Regions from separate parts of the Mus musculus genome. Here all the other regions are linked to region 1. Evidence: chromatin contacts called from public Hi-C and promoter capture Hi-C data. All regions are on one chromosome and are shown on one strand. Each heading gives the region's core, a stretch centred on a gene start, on an enhancer-like site or on the middle of the called end of the contact. The rest is flanking DNA. Distances are from core to core; before and after follow the strand shown. Region 1 has its middle 9.7 kb from the start of Gm19723. Region 2 overlaps Bbx (bobby sox HMG box containing). Region 3 overlaps Gm15518 (a long non-coding RNA gene). Region 4 has its middle 8.2 kb from the start of Gm16619.

What was found. A called contact is a pair of places that touch in the nucleus more often than the background predicts. Capture Hi-C pulls out chosen DNA fragments and counts their contacts.
Region 2: a Hi-C map of Th1 cells shows a contact between it and region 1, with 4 times the contacts expected there. The contact joins two enhancer-like sites. A contact is called at or near these places in 1 of 15 datasets of contacts at CTCF or cohesin (CD8 T cells), 1 of 484 Hi-C or Micro-C datasets (Th1 cells) and 2 of 115 datasets of contacts at active chromatin or transcription factors (CD8 T cells and embryonic stem cells).
Region 3: a Hi-C map of B cells shows a contact between it and region 1, with 1.6 times the contacts expected there. The contact joins two enhancer-like sites. A contact is called at or near these places in 1 of 15 datasets of contacts at CTCF or cohesin (pro-B cells), 8 of 484 Hi-C or Micro-C datasets (B cells, CD4 T cells, Th1 cells and 4 more), 5 of 115 datasets of contacts at active chromatin or transcription factors (CD8 T cells, bone marrow-derived dendritic cells, bone marrow-derived macrophages and 2 more) and 1 of 9 other capture datasets (liver).
Region 4: a contact with region 1 is called in a promoter capture Hi-C map of adipose tissue. The contact joins two enhancer-like sites. A contact is called at or near these places in 3 of 484 Hi-C or Micro-C datasets (B cells, Th1 cells and memory CD8 T cells), 2 of 115 datasets of contacts at active chromatin or transcription factors (CD8 T cells and bone marrow-derived macrophages) and 2 of 9 other capture datasets (adipose tissue and liver).

The regions. Positions count from the first base shown.
Region 1 is chr16:49,963,383-49,967,704 of GRCm38.p6, reverse strand. It overlaps Gm5486. Among named protein-coding and RNA genes, the nearest start is that of Gm19723, 9.7 kb to the right of the region's middle. Within about 2 kb of position 1,969, at least 101 of the 459 cell types and tissues checked have an H3K27ac peak or open chromatin away from gene starts, as enhancers often do. A contact at or near this core is called in B cells, Th1 cells, Th2 cells and 3 more, where this site is marked.
Region 2 is chr16:50,203,902-50,208,223 of GRCm38.p6, reverse strand. All of the region lies in intron 14 of Bbx (bobby sox HMG box containing), which reads left to right. Among named protein-coding and RNA genes, the nearest start is that of Gm4827, 130 kb to the right of the region's middle. Within about 2 kb of position 2,268, at least 29 of the 459 cell types and tissues checked have an H3K27ac peak or open chromatin away from gene starts, as enhancers often do. A contact at or near this core is called in Th1 cells, where this site is marked.
Region 3 is chr16:49,764,302-49,768,623 of GRCm38.p6, reverse strand. It overlaps Gm15518 (a long non-coding RNA gene), which reads left to right. Exons shown (of 5, transcript XR_003951928.1): 4 at 1-4,318. It overlaps Ift57 (intraflagellar transport 57), which reads right to left. Exons shown (of 11, transcript NM_028680.3): 11 at 3,498-4,322. Among named protein-coding and RNA genes, the nearest start is that of Gm15518, 9.4 kb to the left of the region's middle. Within about 2 kb of position 2,128, at least 42 of the 459 cell types and tissues checked have an H3K27ac peak or open chromatin away from gene starts, as enhancers often do. A contact at or near this core is called in B cells, Th1 cells, Th2 cells and 1 more, where this site is marked.
Region 4 is chr16:49,790,141-49,794,462 of GRCm38.p6, reverse strand. No RefSeq gene overlaps it. Among named protein-coding and RNA genes, the nearest start is that of Gm16619, 8.2 kb to the left of the region's middle. Within about 2 kb of position 1,767, at least 115 of the 459 cell types and tissues checked have an H3K27ac peak or open chromatin away from gene starts, as enhancers often do. A contact at or near this core is called in B cells, Th1 cells, adipose tissue and 1 more, where this site is marked.

The DNA.
Region 1 (4,322 bases), core at 720-3,219:
GGCAGCACTCAAAGTCACCTCTTCCTTTGAACATCATAAAGATCTGGGGAGAGATCTGCTCTGTCGGCTCCTCAGGAGAAGAGTCCGCCAACATAATATCCTCTCCTCTAGAAAGAAAGCCCATCCGGGGGATTATGAGTGTTACCCCGAGTCTCAGTTTGAAGTTTAAATCTTTTCAAGCATGTAGTTATTAAGATGCCAAGTTCACTCACTTAATTACAACCTTTATTATGGTACTGAACACTCTAAACGCACTATTTATCGCACCTGAAGAGCAGCTCTACTTTAGTGGACCACTCTCAGTGGGCCATCTATTGATTATCTTCTCGGCTGCATTAATTCCTAGTAATCGCCTAGTGAGCAGCCATTACAGGAAGTGCTTCCTGTGTGCACGATGATCACGAGTTCTTCCTCTGAAGCTGTAAGCCTCCAAAGAAAGCTGTGTTTTATAAGTTGCCTTGCTTACAATATTGTAACACAGCAACAGAAAAGCAACCCAAACCAGTTTCCGTCCTATTATTTGAATAGTCCTTAGGGAACTGAGGAGTTCTAGGCTCTCATGTATTGGGGGTGAAAGCTCTGTTAATGGAGTGTTTGCAATCATGAGAACCTGAGTTCCATCCTCTAGAACCTATGAAAAAAAAAAAACAGCTGAGTATCGTGTCATGTACTTGTGACCCCAGCACTGGGGAGTTATGGGTAAAAGGATTCCTGAACCTAGTGGGTAGGCAGCCAGCCTGGCCTATCCAGTGGTCCGAGTCAGTGAGATACCCCATCTCAAAAGCAAGGTGCGGGGAGGGGAGTTGAGCCTGAAGTGATGCTTCAGTTGTTAAAGTACTTGTCATGCATGCATGAGGAGCGGGATTCATATCTCCAGCACCCACTAAATATGACTATGAGACTATGAGCAAATGTAACCCCCAAGGTGGGTAAGGTAAGCCAAGAGATCCTGTTTCAAAACACAAAGTGCAGAATGGGCAAAGGACAAATTCTGAGATTTGTCTCTGGCCTCCACAATCAAATGCACAGGTACACACACACACACACACACACACACACACACACATGCACCCATACACACACGTAAGGGGAGAGAAAGAGAGAGAGAGAGAGAGAGAGAGAGAGAGAGAGAGAGAGAGAGAAAGAGAGAAAGAGAGAGAGAGAGGGAACAATCCAAGATTGTTGGCACTGAAGGAACAATCAAGGTTGCCCTCTGGCCTCAGCACACACGTGTGTACATGTGGATAAACATCTACACACATGAACATACACACCACAGGCTTTCACCTACAGGGGAAACCCAGCAGACTCTTCTTTAACAGCTTTGTGGAATGAAACCCCCTGTACTGTTGTCCCCACTGACAGATCCCTCTGACACGGAAACAGAGACTCAAAGTCTGGTCCCAGTTGGAAGCTAGTGTTTTTGGAGTTTCCATTAAGGGGAGGGCATGGGGGCTGTCGTAGGACTTTGGTCTCATTTTATTGACTTTAGTTCAAACATTAAATGAGCCCCTCGTTGAAGAAGCAGACTTCAAAGGTCTTAATATTAGTCTAGATTTGAGAAAGAGGTTCCTGAAGGTCAGAGAGGTGCTGTGTGCTGTTGTCCAAACAGATAATGACTGGTGGGTGGTAGGTCTGTCCTATTTCACAGAGAAGACTGATTTAGTAAAAACAGCATGCCAATGAGAGAGAGAGAGAGAGGAAGGTCAAGTCCACAGCTGTTGACTCTGCCTTTCCTTAGCGAAGGACAGGGGTTCCCCATAGACCTGGGATCTCCCGCACGACCTGTGTCCTCTTGTGCTTTTGTATAACCCTTTCGGCAGTCACTTTAGAGGACTGTGCAGAGCCTGCCCATCACAGGCGTTTTATAAATGAACTGTCTCCTCTAATTTAATTCCAGCACAGTGCCAGCAGCAGCCAGAGCAGCAACACATTTGCAAAGCTGAATAATGAGTAGTTTGGTTGGCTGGGGTTTTTTTTTTTTTTTTTTCCTTCAAAGTTTCCCTTCTGCTTCTGAGAACCCCACTCAGAAAGGCTACTCCCTTTTTGGACTTCCTTTCCCAGAGCTAAGGGTGAAACTCAGACCCAGAAAAACAAACATGTACTTACTCACTTATAAATGGACATTAGCTGTAAAGTAAGGGCTAATGGTGATACAGTACAGGCCCACAGAGACTAAGTAACAGAGACAGCTCAAGGCGGGGATGCATGGCTCTTCCTGGGGAGGGTAAATAGAATGGATTTTGCAGATAGACTAGGGTTGGGTGGGGATGGGAACAGGAGGGATTAGGTGGGAGGAGAGAGTACTAAGAGAGATGAGTGGAACTGGAGAGCATTTCAGGGGTGAGGTAGAAACCTAGTACAATGAGAACTCCCGAGAATCTCTAAGGGTAACCCTAGCTAAGACTTCATATAGTGGGGGATATGGACGGAGTCTGAACCAACCGTCTTCTGTAATCAGGCAATGCTACCATTGGAGTGACACCAACCCAGCCACAAAATCTTTGAGGTACACGTTGTCCTGCCTGCAAGATGTTGGTGGATTTCAATGTGACCATCCTGTAATAACAAGGATGATAATTGTTTTTAAAAAGACCCTCTATTTATTAAACATTTACTAATGTATGTGGCACAGTGCTTCATATATTATTTCATTGAATTCTAACAGCACCCCAAGTCAGGCATAGTCATCTGCCTACTTAAAGAGTCTGTGCATCAGCTGTTGTGACATATAATCACCCAGGTTTTAGCTGCCCAGCAGCAGAGCCTAACAACTCAGGGTTCCTAAGGGGAGCTGCCATGGAAAAGCTATGGCTGCTTCCTCCCTCCTCTCTCACTGACCTTGATCTCACAAGTCTTGGTTGAGGCCCAAGTGTCGGCAACTTATCTACATTACTTCTTATCTACAGCACACATTACTCCATAGATGATTTAAAGGGACAGAAAGGACTAAAACCTACCACAGTGGGTTGAATGGTGTGCCAGCAATCTGCAGCAATCAGAGAGTGAGACAGGAACTGGCTAGACCTGGTTTGCAAGCTCCTGCTATGCCTAACCCATTTACCATCCATCTAGCACCGTTGGGAAGCCATTCATTATTTATACTCTCATACTGGTGCGTTGGGTAGCATTTTAAATCCCCCTTTCCTATTTGTAGTAAGAAAGCCACTACGCTCCATGAGAAGCATTTGAGGTCCCTGGAGGCTGGTGGGAGCGTTTTGAAGGTTAGCAGGAATCAGGGCCCTGCTGGCTTCGTTGCCTTAGCTGCGTTTGGGCTTGACACCAAGGTCATAAATCCTAAGGGTGTCTTGGGGCTGACAGGACTACAGCAGAGACTGTGTGTGCAGAAACCCAGGGCAAAATGCTGGCCCCCTGCTCATCTCACCCTGATTAGCATAGCTGCTCTCATTTTGCAACTTAATCCTCACTCAAAGGGAAATACTACAGTTAAACATCTTTAAGGGGAGAAAAACCCTCTTATCTCAGTATTTTAACCTTTTCAAGATTCTCCTGCTTAGTGTAGCTCTCCACTATCCCACTCATCCTAAATTTATCCTTGCTGCTTGTTACTCCGGCCCTACCTGGGGGTGTCTCTGCTGTGTTTGGACCCCTGAGTGTGCAAGTTGGGTTCTCTGTAGTTTTCCTTCTAGCATGCAGCCTGTCTCTCCTTGAGAAACCACATTTTTCTCAAGAGCTCCTGTGGTCCATGCCTTCTTGGCTATAATTCCCAGCCTCGGTGCAGGCATGTAGTTCCTATCCTTAAGCATCTCCAGGGGCTCGAGGAACTTCCTGCAGCCCGTGCAGGGGAAGCCCTGTCCCAGGCTATATATTTTTGAAGTCTTCCTAACTCTATCCTTCTCCCTGGGCAGTGCGGGAGGGGTTGCAGCTGGGTGCTATTCAGGGTGGAGGACCCGCAAAGTTACTTAAATTATTCATTAAATATATTGATTTGCGGCTGGGAAGATCACCCAGTGGACCTGTTTGGTTCCTAGCACCCACATCGGTAGCTCACAAACATAACCACAAGTGACTCCCACTCCATAGGAATCTGAGACCCTGGCCCCATGGACACCTGTATTTAGGTGTCCATATGTACATACAAACACACATCTACATGTAATTTTAAAATAATAAAAATAAATCTTTAATTTTCTTTTTTTACATTTTCATGTACATAAAAATGCATGGCAAATACTCTTGCCTCCTACCCCTTCAACACTCCACTTTCCTACAAATCCTTTCTCCTCACTCATGTCTTTACTGTTTTGTTACTCATTGAGTTTAACCGAGGTGGTCTGGGTGACCACGGGCTTGTAGCTATC
Region 2 (4,322 bases), core at 1,019-3,518, 240 kb before region 1:
GTATTCTCTTTGTATCAACAAAATGGAACCTATACCTAGTGAAGCACCCACTACAAATGAATGAATTGGGTCAAGTGTAGTAGTGCACCTCTGTAATTCAAACATTCAGAAGGCAGAAGTAGGAGTACTACAAATTAAGTAACCTATGGCCTGCGGCTCTGTGGTGTTTTCTGGGCTAGCCAGCAATATGCTTAATACTAGACTGTGCTCTCTTGGTGACTGAATCTACCACCCCGCACACACCCACTTGAAATGTTTTTTTAAAATACATTTGACCCTGCAGAAATGCAGAGTGCATGTATAGAGTGATGTGGAAAACTCACTTGACATGAGTTCGAGAGATCTGTGTTCTCAAACCTGCCACTAATGAGCACTGTAGGACACATAGCTAGACCTCACTATAATTTCCTCAATATGTGTACAAAATCCATGTACAGAGCTTCGGGATGACCTACATGGTAATACATGAACTTTAAGTTCCATGTCTCTCCTAACACACGAAGCTTTTTCTCTGGTGTCTAATGGGGTCTGGGATGCTGGAAGCAGCATGCCAGCAGCTTTACTGTTCTGCCTTGGGTGGAGGTAGGCAAGGCACCCAGTTTTGAATCTGCCATGCAGTCCCCAGATGTTAGTAGAAATGGAGTTGTTATTGATGAGACTTAATTACTTAAATATTGTTGACATATATTGAGCAAAACTTTGAAGACCCAGCTCTGAAAAGTGTGAATCCTTTACTTACAAGAGAACATAAATTCATACATAGCCAGAAAGATGGAACTCAATTTGAGCATCAGAAAATCACTCGTCGTTTCCAGTGACTCGCTAGTTATTGACTCTGATGCCATTCCCAGTACTCAGTTATTCAGGTGGTAATACTGTACTACCCGGGCCCTGTCTCATCCTTTCTTATACCTATGGCCACATCACTGTCTGTTAAACTTTGTGAAACTTTGCTTTGCGGGGCGTAAATATAGAAAGACAGGATGAAACCACAGTACAAGGTACTTTTAGAATGTGTCAGAAAGAAGGGGAACGTGTCCACCGCCTAGAATCGGCAAGATTTTTCTTGTCAACTGAGAAGACCTACCGTAGTCAGTTTGTCTTTCCATGGAATGTGGTGACTAAAGATTTTTAACTCCACAATGGTGGTATGATGATAGTTAGTACTTAATGACACTTAGAGGGCTTTTCTTTTTGTGAGGTTTTAAAATTTTGATTGTGACCCCATTGAATTAAGGACAGTTATTAGCCCCAAACACCTGATTTAAAAAAAAAATGTAGGTCAATTAAACGATAAAGACAGAAAAAAACAGAATTCTTTCTACTTAAGCACTTTGGACATTACTGTTTCATTTTTCCAAGCAGATCTGTCAACTTTTAGCCCTCATTGGGTTTGCTGTAATCCTAGCATCCTGGAGACTAAGGTGGGAGGGGGTTGCCTTGAACTTTAGGGAAGCCTGGTCTATCTAATAAGTGCCAAGCTAGCCAGGGATATGTTCAAAATCTCCATCAGAGTAGTTTCTTTGCAATTTGTAATATAGTTCCAGGAATTAATGGCAGGCAGCCTGTTTGTACAGGGAGATCTTTAAATGTGATCCATACAGCCCTAACTGGATCTGTTTCCCATGTTTGGAACTGTAGCTCTATAACTCCAGCAAAGTCTCCCAGAATCATAAATCTGGCTCCTTCATTCCTTTCTCTTTTCATTCAGCATCTGACTTGTTTTAGTTCACGGGAGACCAACCAAAGGCAATGAGATTTCAAATACAGCCATAATGATTTCAATGCAACTGAATTTCCCAGTTGGAATGTAAATTCCCGATTCTAGTAGCCTCGTGGGGTGCAGTCCAAGTACAGTGCTGTTTTCCCAAAGAATACTCTTCCACATTTGGGGAGCACTTTGGAAAACAAAGCCGTCTCTTTCTGCCACCGTCTTAATGTGGCTCCAGGAGTAAGCTGGCATTATCACCCTCAGATGATGCACTTCACGTGTGCTATGGTTATTGTCGAGTGTGAAAGCCAGCCCTGTGGACTTGTTCCAGTGCCTGAGGAATTTTGTGTGTTCAATTAAAAGTCTAAAGAGAAGTGACTAATGTGCTTTGGATGGCAAAGTCTTTCTTTCCTCACACATCCGCTTGTTTGAGTGGGGGAAGAAAGGCTTGATTTCCTCCCGAGCTGTTTGAGTTTGTGCCCCACATGCCCTGCCTCTCACTTACTTTGCTTTGGTTGGTGTGGCTGAGTACTGTTTTGTCACAGAGGACTATGTATTTGACTCACCCTTACTGTCCTCAGGTCTTCCATCTTAGTAGATTGTCCCTGAGGGGGTGACCCTGTACATAGGCCTCTGTGCATAGCTGTGTTTTCTGGATTTAATATCAAGGCAAAGTGTGGGGCAAGTGAGACCTTTAGCTCTCCATTCATTACCTCTCTAACACGGTCTTAGCTCTTATTCCATACCTTTGTCAGGTATGAATAATCTGCAGGGTCTATGATTTCTTCTAGATCTGATACTAGGTTTAGGTGAAATGATAATAACAATAATAGATTTAGCTGTGTAAGTTCATTCGGGGGCGCTGACACAGAGTTCCCATGGGACTATATTATACATTGCCTTGCACCTAGTCTGTAACTTGTTACTTCTTTGCTTTCTCCTAATAAGCTGACATCTAGAACTTGACTGTTACTCCTGTCTGCATGTGGACCTGAATTCTCCTCCTGTACCTGGCCTTTAGCAGCCATGCCTTTGGTCTCTAATGTGTCTTTATCAGGGTCATCTGAAGAGACTTTCAAAAGAGCAATACTTAGTAGAATGCTGTTACCTCAGGGCTCACCAGTGAAAATCAATAAGTTAAAACAATGCTAATCCACAAGTGTCCCTCCTAATTGGGACCCTGGACTGACAAAGATGCTTCTTCTTCTCAACACCATTATTTTCTATAAAACTGTTAGTGTAGGCTATGTGGCGAAACTACCCTTTTAGGTCTGAGTGTCTTCTTTAGAGTTAACCCAGCCCAGTTCACATCTGTATGTAGAAACACATGGTCCCACAGTTAGTAAACTGCAGTTCAAGAGGAGATGAGTCCTTGTGTCTGTGGCTGGATTCTCTGAAATCTTGTTATCTCAGGAAGTCAGATGATGTTTCACAAACCACTTGGCCTTTTCTTTTCCTAACACAATTTTCTTTTCACCGTTGGACCCTGTGCTTTGCACTTCTTACCACACGTTTTAGATTTTTTTTAGCAAAGGGAAATGAGTATGTTTTGGGGATCCCCACCTGTGAAGTAGCAGTGGCACTGGGGAGTTGAGCAGAAATCCCTCCAGAGTGACAGGAGGGATAAGCAAAGCTGAGGCTTATGAAAGTGCAACAGACATTATTTGATGTTCATTGCAAATCCAGGTTGGGCTTCTTTCACCTTGTCTGAAGCTTTGAGTTTTAAGGCTATCTAGTCATTAAACTTACTTGAATTATTCCTAACTAAATTGTAGCAAATTTTTTTATTAAAGCTTTTATATTTAAAGAGCTTACATATATATTTCCATTGGCCCATGCTAAGCTAAGAAGCAAAGAACCAGTAGTCTAAGCCTGAGTACCTATGATGAAAGCTATTCTGCTCTTGAACCTGGGACTAGGTCTAAATTATAAGAAGGCCTTTTCTCTGATTGTGGAGTCCATACTTTCGATAGTGCTTAGAGGCATGCTTACCGGGTGTTTTGAGGCAGTGCTGTGAAACCAGTAATTGCTGCCTTAAGCCTGTCCCCACACAGCCATTTGTGTTGCAGTACTGAGATACTGATACACGGCCAAAAAGAAGTCCATACTCTATTTTGGTGGAATTGTAGTAATTTTCCTATGTGTTTGGAGTATGAATCAACCTCTTCATTTCAGATATCTATGATTTCCAGGGCAAAAAAAAAAAATCTCTAATTTGTAGTCCTCTTTTGTCAAGGCTATATCTAAAATCACTATAGAGCTAGATTAAAATTTTCAATTAGACTTAGAGGAGTATTTATACCAGCAGTGAGTTTCACACACTTAGAGCTGTTCTTACTAGATTTTTCTCTTGCTCTTTTTTTTTATACTGTACATATATTTTTGTTTTTGTTTAGTTGGTTGGTTGGTTGGTTGGTTTTTCAAGACAAAGATTCACTGGTTGTTCTAAAACTCACTCTGTAGAGCAGGTTGACCTCAACTTTAAACATCCTTTGGCCTCTGCCTCCCAAGTCATTTCCTGACCTAGTCTTCCCTTTTCTTTGTCAAAAATGATTTCTGTGCCTACTATTAGGAGATTGAATGACTACTAACGTTTTTCCTGTCCAAAACC
Region 3 (4,322 bases), core at 879-3,378, 200 kb after region 1:
ATAGGTATTTTTATTAAGCTGTCCACTTGATTTTGATGCCCAGGCAATGGAGAGTTTCCCAGCTGTTAGCACAGAGAATATTTTGCAGGGCAGGAGAGTAGCAGCCATGAAGTAACTTCCGAGTTATACAAAAGGGTTTATGCATAGGACCTTGAAGCCATCCAAGAGCCCAGAGACTATGCACAGGACCTTGAAGCCATCCAAGAGCCCAGAGCAACAGTTTGGGCAGATGATGGCTGACGGAGGCAGTTTGATGGCCAGTTTGAAAGTGTTAGTGTACTACGTAGGGCACGGACAGATAATAAAGGGGACACTCTGGGTTGAAACAAGGTGCTAAGAGTGGAACCATAAATCAGATTAGAATTTTGTGCCTGAATTAAAATTACACAATTACAGGATTCTAATGCTCGAGGCATTACTTAGATCTGTTAATATGAGGTGGCCATTGCTCTCCCTCTTGCATTTTAAATTCTATAAAACAGCCTATAAAAATGTGAATTCAAATCATTCTTATTTATTTAACAGAGTAAATTTCTAATTTAAGAATAAGCAGTTTAAGGTTTGTAGTTGTTAGACACATTAAGTTGGAAAAAAATGAAGCTATAATCACTGTAATTTCACAAACAGGGTCACACAATTCCACCTTCTAAAATTCTATTGTAACATTGTTTTAAATATATAAAACATATTAACGGGGGTTGTAGCTAGGACCTCAACAGATTGCCTTCTGCATGATAACCTTGCATTCTGCCACTGAGCTACACTCTTAGTCCTCTCAAGACCTTTCTTACTTGTACACAAATTTTAAGAACAGCGTCTGGCCCAATTTTAGGATGGCCAGTGGATCATCTGGAAGCCTACATCTTCATACTGTGTTGTGTTCAGGGAGCACAGAGTGCCTGCTCATCATCCATGCTGGGAGCTCTGAGCCAAATCCACAGGCGTCTCGTGTTCTCACACAGGCTCTCTTGAAACCCGTGAAGGGATGGGGCATAGCACCAGATGACATAGGGTTCTCATACCTATTTGCATGGGCATGTTCTCTGTGAACCCTTCCAACAGAGGTTCTGATACTCTTAAAAAACAAACCACAAAAGTAAAAACCTAAGCACTGCTTGCAAATTTAAGGGAAAGGGAAAGGGGGAGGTGGAGAAACCTTGTTTGGATTGATTGAGAATTTGTTCAATTTGATCAGTGAATACAATTATAACTTTGTTTTATCGGTGAACTACAGCATCTCAACGGAAGATCATATTGTTCTAATAAATGAATGGTATATTCGGGGGAGAGGCTGCCCAGTTGCATGTCACCTGTATGAACTATTACTTTAGACTTACAGGAGAGCTGCAACAGTTCAACAGATTTCTACATATCTGTTTCCCAGATTCTCAATATGGTAACAATTTATCATAATTTCTATTGTTTTTTTTTTTAGTGAAAGCTTTTAATGACTAGTTAACAATATTATGTCATGGTGATTCTTTTAAATTTAGCATAATCTTAGGCACCTGCTTGGTAGAGACTTGAGAAATAGCATCCAAAAACCATACTGCCTGTTAGGTTTTTAAATTAACATGCTAGTTGTACATAGTAATGGAACATGTTGTATGTGGGCCAGAATCCAATCAAGGTAATCAGGATTGAACTATTATGTCATGACTTATCACTTTCATCTTTCTATATACAACTCTAGCTCCCCCTCCCCCCAATACACACATAGTCGTCTCCTGAACCATTTACACTGCTGGCATGATGCCCTTTTATGGCTAAATCATTATGTGTACTATTTTACATAAATTCTTTTCAATTACCACGGCTCAAAACCAACTTAAGAAATTAAGATGCAATTTTCTAAAGTATAGACCTTACCCAACCTTTTCCTTTTGTGCTAAAATGTACTTTGTAGCACCAGTCTACATCTCCTTACTGATCCAGGGTCCAATCTAGAGCAGTGCTGTGTTCAGGTGTCATGCTTCTGCTCTCCCCTATAGTCAGGGACAATTCCTTGGTCCTTGTACCTCATCTAGTCACTTTTGAAGCACACAGGCTGTTTGTACAAGCCTCTCAACTGGGACGTGGCTGTCATTTTGTTATTATATTCAGGCTATGCATCTCCAGTATGACCAACAACTGTGTGCCCTCTTCAGGTGGTAAACGGTAGTTGTCCAAGACTGGTGATGTTAACTTTGATCAACTTAATGTAAGTGGTATGTACCGGATTTTCCAGTGTATATTGACAGTTTTCTCTCTTTGTGGGTTACTTTTTCTACAATGAAACCATGCAGTCACCCCATTTCTCATCGAGCTTCCCCCTAGTCGTTTCGGCATTCACTGATGATTCTCCCTCCAATTAGCTAGCATGGTACCTGCAGCTGGTGTTTTTCTAAGTGCAGCATCCACGTTGTCACACATCAGACATCCTATTGTAAGGAGTCGTATCTATATGGGCCTGTGGTTATACAGTTCATTATTATGATGCTCAACTTGTCTCTGTATCTGGCTGTTCATTGGATATTTCCCCAACATACTTTGAGTACTTTATGGCAGAGCCAGACATTTTTGGTACATATATACTTTCCTTCCCAGTTTAGGAATCAGTTCTCTAAAAGGAATGCGTTGGTTTCATTTGTTTAAAAAAATTCTAAGAAGATAATTTAGATATCAATGTTTGAATTCTAGGCATTGCACAGACTTGTAGTTGGGTAGTCCCTGCCTCTAGACCAGTGGTTCTCCACCTTCCCAATGCTGTGATCCTTTAGTACAGTCCCTCATGTTGTAGTAACCCCCAACTGTAAGATTATTTTCATTGCTACTTTGTAACTATAATTTTGCTATTGTTACAGACTGTAAGTATCTGTTGTTTTCCAATGGTCTTAGGTGACCTTCAAATGGGGGCCTGACTCACAGGTTGAGAACCAATGCTCTAGACCCTTGCAGAGCATATAATTAGGGAATGGGGAAGGGGGGTGGTTCTGTAGGTAAACGGCTTGCCGTGCAGTAGGAAGATCCCCAGCACCCACTACAAAGCCTGCTGTGGTCAAATGTGCTTGCGAACCCAGCACTGGGAGATAGAGGAGGAGGGAGGGAGATCCCTAGAACTCGCTGGTCAATGAAGCTATTGGTGACATCCATGTGAGAAACCTTATCTCAAAAATGACACATGTTGACCTCTGGCATCCACAGCTACAACAGAACCTAGGCAAAGAAGTTGTTTCACATTTTCTATTTGGCTATTGCACTGAGCACAGCAGAGGAGCTCCATATTGCCTATCATCCCACTGTGGATTACTCCCTTTTATAGATTAAATGAACTGTCTTACTTGCCATTGTATTGACTGCCATTGTCTTGGGTGGTAGTTTATGATAGAAATCAACTTTTCTCTTATCTAAACTAATTGGGAGTTTTAGTGAACACCAAAGGTGTCTGTGTATAAATGTGTTATATATCTAGAAAGTAAGAGCCAAGAAAAAGAAAAATTTAGGGAAGAAAGGTACTAGGATTTAAAATTATATTTTAATATGTTTTTCCTAAACATAAAAATAAACGTAAGCATTTTTAAGTCAAAATTTACTATGAAGTGATTTTTACTTCTTCAAACTAATGAAGGGTATCTGTCTGTCTCTCTGTCTATCTACCTACCTATTGTGTGTGTGTGTCTATGTGTGCACACTTGTGTCTAGGTGTACACATGTGTACAAACCACTGGAGCTGGGGATAAAACCCCAGTTATTAGACTTAGTAGCAAGAGCCTTTACCCACTGAGTCATCTTGCCGGTCCATGAGTTTGAACTTCAGTCCCCTGCTTCACCTGGAGAGCTACATCATAGGTGTGCATCACCAACTTGTTTCTATAGTGCTGAGGATCAAATCCAGAGCCTGCCTGTCAGACAAGAACTGTGCTAACTGACCCAGACCCCCAGCCCAGAAAAGCTACTCTTCAATAATGCTTATGTGGCTGACTTAGAAATCATAGTCTAGAAAAATTGCTGAGTAGGGTGCCTAATAAAGGACTGTCACTACCAGAGGGTGACCATGGGATTCATCATGGTGGCTTCTACAGAACCATGTTTGCAGAGCTGACTCCATGTGAATGCATAGGTTGCAGACACAGGCATAGGCATCGTTTCCCTCGTTACAGTAGCTGAGCCAAATATGGCAGAGCTACTATTTCAAATACTAGATTTCACCTGTTAACGTGGATACTGAACTTTCTTGTTTTTACAGTTAAGGAGGTGGTAATATCAACTCTAGAGATGAGGCAAGAAAGTTTGGCTTCCTACGAAGAACTCTAACTCCTATTCTTAGCTTCTCTAATATGTAA
Region 4 (4,322 bases), core at 518-3,017, 170 kb after region 1:
AATCAGTTTTCAAAGCTTTTACTCATGGCTACTGTTCTTGTTCATATATATTCTGTACTATATGTGTCTAGAGGTTATAGAAGGATATTTAGCATACTGAAGATACGGAAAGTCTATTTCTTCTGAATATGTATAAAACCTCCAAGCCCCCAAACCATTCTCATTTGTCTGTAATGGAAATTTATGGAGGCAGGTGACTGCCTTCCCTAGGGATTAAGCCCTCCTGGAATTAATTTGAAGCTGGTACCCACGAAGTGTCTAGATACACAACTGTCCAAAAGTTTTCCAGTGTCTCCATCATCCTCTGGCTGGTACTATCCGTTAGCCCAGGAGTGCCATGCTTGTGTGTTGGATGCTTTGCTATTAGTCTTTCAGAATCATTCTATTAGATGATTCATTCTCCATTCACAGGCAACAACTCTTCTTTCTCACCACTTTGGACTGTGTGTGTGTGTGTGTGTGTGTGTGTGTGTGTGTGTGTGTGTGTGTGCAGGGGACTGGCGTGCTACGAGAGGACAGTGAGCACCTCTTCAGTAGCCTCTTCTTCCACCTTTTTTCGAGACAGGGTGTCTCTTTTTGTTGTTCCCCACTGTAAATACCAGCTAGCTGGCCTGCAAGCTTCAGGGAGGGGCTTCTCCACTCCTACGTCAGCACATTGATGTGCGAGGATTACAGATCGATGCTATCACTTGTAGCCTCGCACGGTTCTGAGTATTTGAACTCAAGTCTTCCCACTTGCTCTAAAAGCAAGTGTGCACTCACTAATCTATCCCTCACTTTTCACTTTCATTTTTAAAATCTTGTTTTCCATGGTAACCTTGCATTCAACAAGGACCTTTAACATCTCACCGCTCTTGGCCTTCCTTATTGGACCTAATGGGGTTAAGGATGCTTAGAAAATTCTTCTCAAACAAGGATTTCCAAGGCTAGGAAAGCATTGATGGTGAATGCTACAGAAAGCAGTAATAGGTATTTCAGCATCATTGCTGGCCCATGTAATGTTTCTTTTTCACTGATGGATTCAGTTTTATTTAAAGACAATGGATTCAATTTTAAAGACATTAATCCATAGAGTAAAGTTGGTAAACAGAATGACATATGTAACCAGTCTTCTGTCTTCACAGGTTTATTGGTGGGTTAAAGTGAATGCTGTCCAAACTGTGAGGTGATATTGAAATCTTTCCACAGTTTCACACTGAGACGCAATAATACAGGTCTTTGTTGTGTAGAGCAGAACTGCCAACTCTAAGTTGGATTTCCTGGAAGGTGGGAGAGAGAGGGTCCTGACTCATAGGCGTGTAGCCTCACTCACAGCAGGAGGGTGAGTAGAAGCAAAATTCCTATTAGGGATAGCTTAAATGGGAACACATTTCATTTTGCAGAAAACACCTTCTAGAACTTGCTTAATAGAGGGCACCTTTGCAGTCAATCACTTCACAAAAGTTTCAAATTGGATCAAAAAAGAAGGGGGCACAGGCTAAGGTTGGGGTTACAGGTCGTGTATTACATCTCCAAGTGCCTATATAATTACACTGTGGTGGTTTTTAGTTGAAAGCTTGTAGATCATAAATAGAGGACTCGTTTACTGGTTCTTGTGAAGCATTGTGGGAAGGAGGACACACGGGTGCTGGCACATGCTCCTGCCAAGCATAGGATAACGAACTTTTATGCAGAGGTTTCAGTCACACAAGAGCTACGATACGGAAGGGTCCAAGAGACAACCCGAAGGACGTCAGAATGGGAAAATTTCCAGGCAAACTCGTTTTGGCACACAACAACTGTAGACACTTCGTCAGAGTTTTAAAAGCCACTTCCTCCTTACACTTCACTTCCACTCTGGAAGCCCAGCTGGGCATTTTCCCTGCTGAGTGGGAGGGTAAAGCAGAGCTCAAGATTAGCTCAGGCTTTAGGCAAAACTGTAATGTAGGTTGTGCCCTGTGTGTTGTTTCTGTGCTTTGACCTGTCTGCACCACCAGGCACGTCACCTCTCCTGATAAACCTACCCCACAGAAATAGCTCCCTGCTCTTTAAACAGAGCCCCCGGTATGATTTCTCTCTTTCTCTTGGTGCCATCTAGAAAGTAATGATTCTAATATTTACTTAACTCAGGACCTTGACTTATGGACATTAATGTGTGCTAATATTTCTAGAGTTCCTGTCTTCTAATAGCATTTCTTGAAAATGGTATTTATTTTTTAAAAGATAAATAAACCCAAGATGAGATTGATGGAAAATATTTGTTCCTCTAGGAAGATTCACAACCCCCCCCACCCCACCCCACCCCATCTCCTGGGTTAGAGGCTGCCACCAAAGCTGGCCGGTGAGTGTATCCTGTCAGGCACTTGCCACCCGTCAATGAGATCACTTGGGAAACTGTCCCCTCTTCTAGTTCAGTGGTGAGCCCTGTGTGCAGCCTCATGTGTATTAATGTACACATACCATTATACACTAATTCACGATGGTTAGCTCTTTGATCGATTGCTGAAAGGATCTTAGTAAATACTTTTGAAAAACATGAGAACAATGTTAAAGATCTCAGGAACTATAGGAATATGATGGGTTAGGAGAAAGCCAGATAGCAATTAAAGGCCAGATGGCGTTTCCTGATGTCTCCTACTTAGTTATTTTAGAAGCCTCAAAAGTCTTGCTGATGGACTTCTGAAATTACTGCTCGAAAATAAGAGATTCCAAGAATCCCTTAAGTGTGTCTGAAGTTCTCTCAGCATCAGAGGTAGATGATTAAGGAACATAACCTTGATCTGTTCTGGACATAAGCACTTTCAATACACAGAAAATATTCCTCAAGCGCTCTGGCGTCTCTGTTTTATCCAGTGACAGGGTCTGTGCTTTATAAGTTGAAATAATACTTTTTACCAAAAATGGTGCATAAAACAGAAACAAAAATAAAATATCCCCATGGCCACAACCATCGCCCAAGTCTTCAAGAAGGAAAAGCCAGAGAAAAGCATTTCAGTGGTACCTTAGGAATACAAAATATAGGAGTTTTGGCTCAGTGTACTATAGGTACTATCCCACTGTAAGGACAGTGGTAGGGCTCAGAGAGTTAGGTGAACTTGGAGGAAGTAGATTAGAATACGAGTGGATAAAAACTCAGCCTTCCAGAGCATGGAGGGTAGGCTTGTGGGTTAACACAAGAAGGAAAGGAAACCTGTCCTCTACCAAAGAGGATGCTGTTGACCACTCCCAAGGAGTCCTGGGGAATTCCTAGTGAGGTTTGCAGTTTGTGCAGAGCGTCTCTCCGTAACAGAGGTCAGCAGTGTAAGTGTAGCTAAGGTCTGTGTTGCTAAGTAAATTCCCTTCAGTCACTTTCTGTCCCCACCCTTGTTTTTTTCTTCCTTTTTATCACTTCCTCTATCTTTTTCTCTCTTTGGCTTCTCTCTTGGCTTTTCCAGTGCTTCAGTTGATAACTATCTACGGAAGTGGTATACTACAAATAACATAGTGCATAAAACCAGTCAAAACCTCTTAACGGTAACTCTCTTTCAGTACATGCTTCACACATACACTGTGCAGCCTGCTTTCATGTCAGCTTGACACAGCGAGAGTCATCTGAAAGAAGGGAGCCTCAATTGAGAAAAATTGTTCCATAAGCTCCATCTCGGTAAACAAGGCTGGAGGGAGTTTTCTTATTTAGTGATTGATGGCAGAGGGTCCAACCTATTGTGTGTGTTCAACTCATGGACCAGTGATCTTGCTATGGGGATGGAAGGGATCAGGATGAGCAAGCCATGAGGGACAAGCCAGTAAATAGCACTCCTTCATGGCTTCTTCACCAGTGCGCTCACCTTTGGGTTCCTGCCCTGCCTGAGTTCCTGCCCCGACTTCCCTTGATGATGGACTATGAAGAGGAAGTAAATAAATAAATAAATGTATAAATTTTAAAAAATAATAAAAAGGAAATAAACTCTTTTCTTCCAAAGTGATTTATGTTCATAACATTTTTTATTTTATTTTATTTTTTATGTTTTATTTTTTTGGTTTTTCGAGACAGGGTTTCTCTGTGTAGCTCTGGCTGTCCTGGAACTCACTCTGTAGACCAGGCTGGCCTCAAACTCAGAAATTTGCCTGCCTCTGCCTCCCAAGTGCTGGGATTAAAGGTGTGCGCCACCATGCCTGGCCCAGCATTTTAACACAATAGAAACCCTAATACACACACACACACACACACACACACACACATACACACACACACACACAGATACACCAATCACTTAATTTCCCCTAAGACTTTTACACTCTAGTAATTTCATGTCCGTGTCATTAGAATTAGTAAACAAATTCAGGTTAATCGATCTGACAGT